2 separate regions of the Sus scrofa genome follow, and region 1 is linked to region 2. The links are chromatin contacts, called in public Hi-C maps. All regions are on one chromosome and are shown on one strand. The core of a region is the stretch at or near the end of the contact, and the rest is flanking DNA. Distances in the headings are between cores, read along the strand shown. Region 1 overlaps PLCG2 (1-phosphatidylinositol 4,5-bisphosphate phosphodiesterase gamma-2). Region 2 overlaps HSD17B2 (hydroxysteroid 17-beta dehydrogenase 2).

Region 1 (3,496 bases), core at 40-2,539, 130 kb before region 2:
CCCAGCAAGTCTGACTTCAGACCCCATGTTCTTTCTACTGTGCAGCCCGTGCCAGACCCCATGCCAGAGGCCACCCCTCCTCCGCAAAGTGCCAGCATTCAGATCCTGTTTCAAAACAGGTCTCTCTTACCCTTTCCTCTCTGACACAACCAAAACCAACAAGAAAAACGAGATCCAACTACCTTTAGTCCAGCTGGCAAACCCCTCTCAGCCCTGATCCTAATACATACAAAGGGCTGCCCTTCCTAACGAGGCTCGGGCAGTGAGAGGAGGCACAGGAAACGAGGCCTCCAGCCAAGGCCTGGGACAGAGCTCACAGCCGCACACTCGGGGGCTCGCAGCCGTGTGGGGCCGCACCTCAGTGCTGGGACCCAATCCCTGGAGCGCTCGGCCCCCCGACCCCCACCCGGCACTCAGCATTTCTGTGCATCCTAGAAGCCGGTCACCACCTAGGCTGACAGCTTCCCCCAGCGCGGCTCATCAGCGATGCAGAGGCTCAGCCCCATCCCTGACCTCTGGAGGCAGAATCTGCCTTTTCCTGAGACCCACAGGCCATTCACATCTTTCACGCACATCACATAATTCCTGCTACCTGTAAGGGGAGGATAAGTCAGAAAACTTTCTCTACAGCAGAATTCAAGGTGAGCAGTGTCACCAAGCTCCTCCAGGGAAAAGAGTGTGACCTGAGAATTTTATACCAGCTCACACTGTCACTCAAGTATAAAATCAAAGGATGGATGTGTTCAAACAGGCACAGTCCAGGGATTATACGTCCCATGAGCTCATACTGCAGAGCAGAGAAGACAAACTGAGCCAGCCAAAATATCGACGGAAGAGGGCAGTAGGAAGGTGGGGAGCACTGGGTGCCTGAAAAAATGCCCGCGTTTCATTGTGTGTAGTCAGAAAAACGACACCGAATAAATAGTGAGCTCCAGTTAATGAAATGTATGCTAACATCAGGAAGATGCATACAGGAGTCTTCATCTTTCCTTGGCAGGTGAAGTGAGTACCACACACATGCTCGATGGGTGGGGGGATGAATGCAGCACGAAGCACAGTAAAAGGTTAATGCTGAGATCGCGGTGGTGGGGCAATGTATGCCGGGTCCTATTCTTTCTGTTTTGCTGCTTAAATACCAGAAAAACTAGCCTCCCCTCGTGGGAGATTTAAGGTTACAACATGGAATGCAAACATTACACACCATGTCGATGGAGAAATAACAATACAGCTTACCCGACGAGAGGAGGGCAGGACCAAAGTTGGAGGGTTATGTAAGCACGCCAGTTTCATCACAAGCAGTGCAAAGGGAGAGGTTCAGGAGGTATCACGTAGAGGCGATAAATCAACAGACTCCAATGTGCTCTAAGAGAAGTAAGACTCATCATCCAATAAGCCAAGACCTGCACAGAGCAAACAGCCTAAAAGCCCTAACCGGGGCCTTGCTTGCCCTGGAGAATCCATAGAGACAGTGCCGATACCAGCCTTCGAGGTACACATCTCCACTTCTAAGTCAGACACAGCCATGGTAACCTAACGGGCTATGGTGTAGGTCAAGGATGCAGCTTGGATCCTGCATTGCTGTCACTGTGGTGTAGGCCGGCAGCTATAGCTCTGATTCGACCCCTAGCCTGGGAACCTCCATATGCTGCAGCAACAGCCCTAAAAAGCAAAAAAGATACATAAATAATTATTTTTTAAAAAGACTTAAGCCAGAGTAGATTATTTTGTATAAATGGTTTAAAAACAACAAAACAAAACACAGCCCAGATGGTGTGGCAAGTATAGTTGTGTAATTTGCGGGCAGAGAGTTAAGTAGATGAAATTAGTATTTGGTCTGTTTGCTTCCTTCATCTCTTTGGCGAGCGCATAAGTATGATAATCCTAAGACTACAAATTCATGTCTATTATATCATTTTTTGGGGGGGGGGTCTTTTTTTTTTTTTTTTTTTTTTTTTTTTTTTTCTCTTTTCGTTGGGCGCACCTGTGGCCTGTGGAAGTTCCCAGGCTAGGGGTCTAATCGGAACTGTCGCTGCTGGCCACAGCCACACCACGCCACGTCTGCAAACAACACCACAGTTCCTGGCAACGCCGGATACTTAACCCACTCAGTGAGGCCGGGGATCGAACCCGTGTCCTCATGGATACTAGTCAGTTGGGTTCGTTAACTGCTGAGCTACAGTGGTACTGTGATTTTTTTTTTTTTAAGGGAAATGAATGTGTGCATAGCCTGTCTTGGAAAGATACTATGAACAAGGGTTCCTTCTAGAAAAGGGGTTGTGAGTGGGTGGGAGCAAGACTTGCATTTCAACTGTGTTTGGCTATTATCTTGCATCAGAACAAGCAGACCAACCTCTGGTATGTGCTGCCTTAAGCATTCCTTCATGGGGAGGCGTGGGGGGGACTCGGCCCCTCTCAACCCGCTGCTAAATCAAAAGAAGCATCTAAATGACTGTCAGACACAGGTCCTGATTGTAAAGAGGGAATGGCTTTTAGAGCAGGATGATCGATACTGCTGTGGGCTGCCAGGGGGCAGGAAGACTTCTTCCCATTGGAAATCTTTAGAGATGAAACACTCCCCTGTCCTGCGCGTGCAAAGGGCTAAGTGGAGGAAATGGATGTGGGCATTTATTACTCCTCTGAGTCTTCGGCCTCGGGAGTATTGAAAGAGTTGAACCACAGCTGTAGTCACTCTCAATTCAAGGTGCAGTGTTCCGTGGGTTTTAATTTCTTCTGAGTGAATCATTTTCATTTCTAGGTGGCAGATATTTGTAACTTCGCTTCTCCGGGTGGACCTGTCGGTCACGGGTATATTCCGCAGCCCCTTTGCTGACCGTCAGGGTGGGTACCTCTGGCTTCCCGGAAGCCAGCCCCCAGCCCGGGCACTGACCTCTCTGGCTCTTGAGCCTGGCCTTTGAGCCCTGGGGTCTACAAGAAAGTGAAGGTCTGCCCTTAACCGCCTGCCTTTCTGTTGTTTTCCCATCTGCAGGATACCGATCTGTTCCTCTGAAGAATGGGTACAGTGAAGACATCGAGCTGGCGTCCCTCCTGGTTTTCTGTGAGATGCGGCCAGTCCTGGTGAGTGGAGGCACACCAGCGGGGGTTCCCTGAGCCACATCGACTGGTGGGCTGTACGCGACCAGTGCGTTCTGTGGGCTCAGGGACTGGGATGCGTTGAGAATTGCCTAGCCAAGCGTGCCACGTCGTAATAGAAGGATGCCTTTCAGCTACACGTCTCCTCTGAGGTCTTAAGTGTTTCCTTCCAGCAGCTTTTTTTTTTTTTTTTTTTTTTTTGGAAGATGCTGAACACATCTCTGAATAGGTCATAGAGCTGGAAAGGGGCAGGTTGCTGGAAGTGGCTGACTTTCGTTTCAGCCAGAGCCAGGGAAGAGGATGCCTTTCTAGGTAAAGCCGCTTTCCTGCGGGCTTCTCCCCACCTGCTGGTCTCCCATAATCCCTGCCAGAGGTCTCAAGTGTCCCGTGAAGCCTTGTCAGGGAA
Region 2 (3,388 bases), core at 726-3,225:
TCTTTCTCTTTCCTGCCTGTGTTCTTCTCCAATAGGGTGTTCACTCTATGGGGGAACTTTGAATGCTCGGTAAACAGATCTATGGTCTGTAGTTCCCTCGTAATGATTTACCTAATGTCTATCTTTCCCCCAGACCAGAATTTCTCCACCTCAGCACTCTTGCCATTTGGGGCCAGAGAATTCTTTGTGGGAGGGCAGCCCCGAGTGCTGTGGGATATTCAGCAGCACCTCTGACGTTTACTGCCCTATGCCAATAGAGTCAAGTTATGACAGCAGAAATGCCTAACATTGCCAAACATCCAGGAGGACAAATTCACCCCTGACTGAGATCCCTGCCTTAGACTAGTGTTTCTCAACTCCGGCTGCACAATGAAATCACTTGGACAGCTTCAGAAATCACTGCCAGTACCTGACTCTATCCCAGACTAACCAACTCAGACTCTCTGGGGGTGGGGGCCCAGATACCACATTTTTAAAGAGTATCTTAGAGATTCTAGTGGGACTCAGAATTGAGAGCTAGGCAGGAAGCTCCGTGAAGGTGGGGAGATATCTCTTTTATGGAGGCATTTCTAGGACCTAACACGGTGATCCCTTAGTGAATGAAAAATGAGAAAAATGTATGAATGCATGAAGTTGAAGAGAGGCAGGCAAAAGTGTCAGAAGTTAAAAAGTGGCATAAAAGGAAAGCCAGAGCAACTTTTTTTTTTTTTTTAAATGGTCATGGATACCAACTCTTGAATAGATTCTTCCTATTTTTTTTCTTTTTGAGGCGGTGGGCATTTGATAGATTTTTTTTTTTTTTTTTGCTTTTTAGGGCTGTACTCGCAGCATATGGAGGTTCCCAGGCTAGGGATCTAATTGGAGCTACAGCTGCCAGCCTGCACCACAGCCACAGCAATGCTCAGATCTGAGCTGCCTCTGTGAACTACACACCACAGCTCAAGGCAACACCGGATCCTTAACCCACTGAGCGAGGCCAGGGCTTGAAGCCATATCCTCATGGATACTAGTTGGGCTCATCTCGACTGAGCCACAATGGGAACTCCCAAAAGAAAAAAAAAATTGACATGAAAGATGTAGCTATTTCCCAGGGCCTCACCATCCAACAGCTACTCTCCTTTAACAGGGCCTCAGGCAGAGGAGGTGGGGTGTCAGTATTTGCTCTCCCTGGATTAGGAGGTGAGACTTGTATGGCTCTCGTGCAAGTTTTAAGTGCACTCGAATTTTAGTCTATTCATCTACCACTTTATTATACCTTCATCTATTTTATAGGGAACAGGCTGTGTCAACATGAGGGCGGCGATCTGATGAATTGCTTAACTCTTAAAAAGGAGGGGAAAGTACCTTCCTCCTTCGTTTTCCAGGTAAACATCCCCCGATGACCTCTGGAAGTTGGACGAAGTAGGGCAGGTGTATTGGGCTCAAAGGCTAAGGCGGTGGGACAGGTCACATTCGTGAGGAATGCTGGCGATAGAAACGCACATGCACACTAGCGGAGGCGTGAGCCTTCGTCAGGGAACCTGGCCCGGGCGAGGGGCAGCTTTGGGACCCCAGCCTCAGCTCCTGGGTTCCTTGGAGGAACACAGGCCCAGAGCTGGCCCCTCTCCTGGTTAATCAAGAGAAACCACTGATCTGGACATGCAGGTGAAATTGCCACAATCTAAATGTTTGTTTACATTTTTACGACATACACTGGTGAGCCAAGCAAAACGCACACTCAGACAGCGTCGTCTTATTTGATACATAGTAGGTCCTCAATGTGTGGTGGTCCATTTCGCGATGAGATGTGAACTTCCACTGTGGGAATGGGCCTCGGTGGCTCTGGAAGGCCCAGCCCCTGAGAAAGTCAGCGTTAGGCTGCTGTTGTTCAAAGATATTGACAAAAGGAGCCATCGAGGAGCTTAGGGACAGGGTCTGGGAGAGAGGTACCCGCTGGCAGAAAGCAGAGTTCTTGGCTGATTCATCCCTGTGGTTAGAATAGCTGTGATGACCTTGTGAGATAAGAACTGAACAGAGAATCCTTTGGGTTCCAGGAACTAGAAGTAGCTGGTGGAAGGATAAGCATGGATTGAAAACAACCCAAAAAACCCATTGCCCTTTATTTAGCAAATACCTGGATAGCAACTGCCGTGTGCCAGGCTCTGTTCCAACTGCTTCAGTATATCAAATCATTTAATCCCTCTAACAACCTGATAAGGCAGGTCCTCGTATCACCCCACTTTACAGAGTAGGAAACTGAGGCCCAGAGAGGTTAACTGAGGCCAAAGTCACACAGCTAGTAAGTGGCAGAGCCAGGATTTGAACCCAGCAATCTTGGTTTCAGAATCCAGGCTCTCATCATGTCTCTCTCTGCTACATTAAAATATATATATATATTGGAGTATAGTTGATTTACAACATTGTGTCAATTTCTGCTGTACAGCATAGTGACCCACTCATATATGTACATACGTTCTTTTTCTCATGTTATCTTCCACCATGTTTTATCACAAGAGATTGGAAATAGTTCCCTGTGCTATACAGTAGGATCTCATTGCTTATCCATTCTAAATGTAATAGTTTGCACCTACCAACCCCAAACTCCCCATCCATCCCACTTTCTCTGCTGCATTTTGGTAGGGGGTAGTTTCTCTAGCAGTGAGAAAAACCTGATTTATGCTTTTGAAGACTATGTAGAAATGCATACAATTGGTTTATAGAATATTAATTTAAAAATTACTTGCCAAATCATGTGTAATTGTTAAGGAACAGTGTGTAGGGAAAAAAAAAAGTCTGGAAAGAAAACCATGAAAGTTATAAAAGTTATGCTAGATTAGTGACGTTATGGATAATTTCCTCTTTTATTTATCTCATTGTTGCTCTTAAAGTTTTATTACTCATGTGAGGCTTTAATGATGATAAACTCTTTCTGGCTTGCAAATTCTACCCCCTTCACTCCTCTTTTTGAAAGTAGCTTCCAAAGGACCAGCTTGTGTCCAAAAGCACATGTAGTCTGTCTTTACAGGGTGGGTGGGTTTCATTCAAGGAGCCCTAGTCCTGAAGAACTCCTGAACTCACATTATTCTCACCTTGCTTCATTTAAGACTTGACCCAACAAAAGATGGGATGTTTATCTTCACCAGCTAATCCGGCGCCCCCATGTGGTAAGAGCATAAATCCGCTTACAATTAGCCCACCAGCTTGGAAACTACTCAAGTCTGAAGGCTTCTGAATTAAAGTGATTCACAGTTTCCATTTTGCACATCAACAGAGACCTCATTAATATTTTAGAATAAACCACTATTTCGCATTCACTCCAGTTTTGCAAAATTGGGAGTCTAGTACTTGTTGTTTGCTGCACGATGATGGATTTCCAGGTCACTAGAGATAGAAGCATCCCAAAGGGCAG

The links. A called contact is a pair of places that touch in the nucleus more often than the background predicts.
Region 1: a Hi-C map of liver shows a contact between it and region 2, with 1.9 times the contacts expected there. The contact joins two enhancer-like sites. A contact is called at or near these places in 1 of 47 Hi-C or Micro-C datasets (liver) and 1 of 2 datasets of contacts at active chromatin or transcription factors (alveolar macrophages).

What each region holds. Positions count from the first base shown.
Region 1 is chr6:6,460,579-6,464,074 of Sscrofa11.1, reverse strand. PLCG2 (1-phosphatidylinositol 4,5-bisphosphate phosphodiesterase gamma-2) reads left to right here. Exons shown (of 33, transcript XM_021093743.1): 31 at 2,987-3,075. Among named protein-coding and RNA genes, the nearest start is that of SDR42E1, 75 kb to the right of the region's middle. Within about 2 kb of position 1,289, at least 5 of the 83 cell types and tissues checked have an H3K27ac peak or open chromatin away from gene starts, as enhancers often do. A contact at or near this core is called in liver, where this site is marked.
Region 2 is chr6:6,331,733-6,335,120 of Sscrofa11.1, reverse strand. All of the region lies in intron 1 of HSD17B2 (hydroxysteroid 17-beta dehydrogenase 2), which reads left to right. Among named protein-coding and RNA genes, the nearest start is that of HSD17B2, 27 kb to the left of the region's middle. Within about 2 kb of position 1,975, at least 6 of the 83 cell types and tissues checked have an H3K27ac peak or open chromatin away from gene starts, as enhancers often do. A contact at or near this core is called in liver, where this site is marked.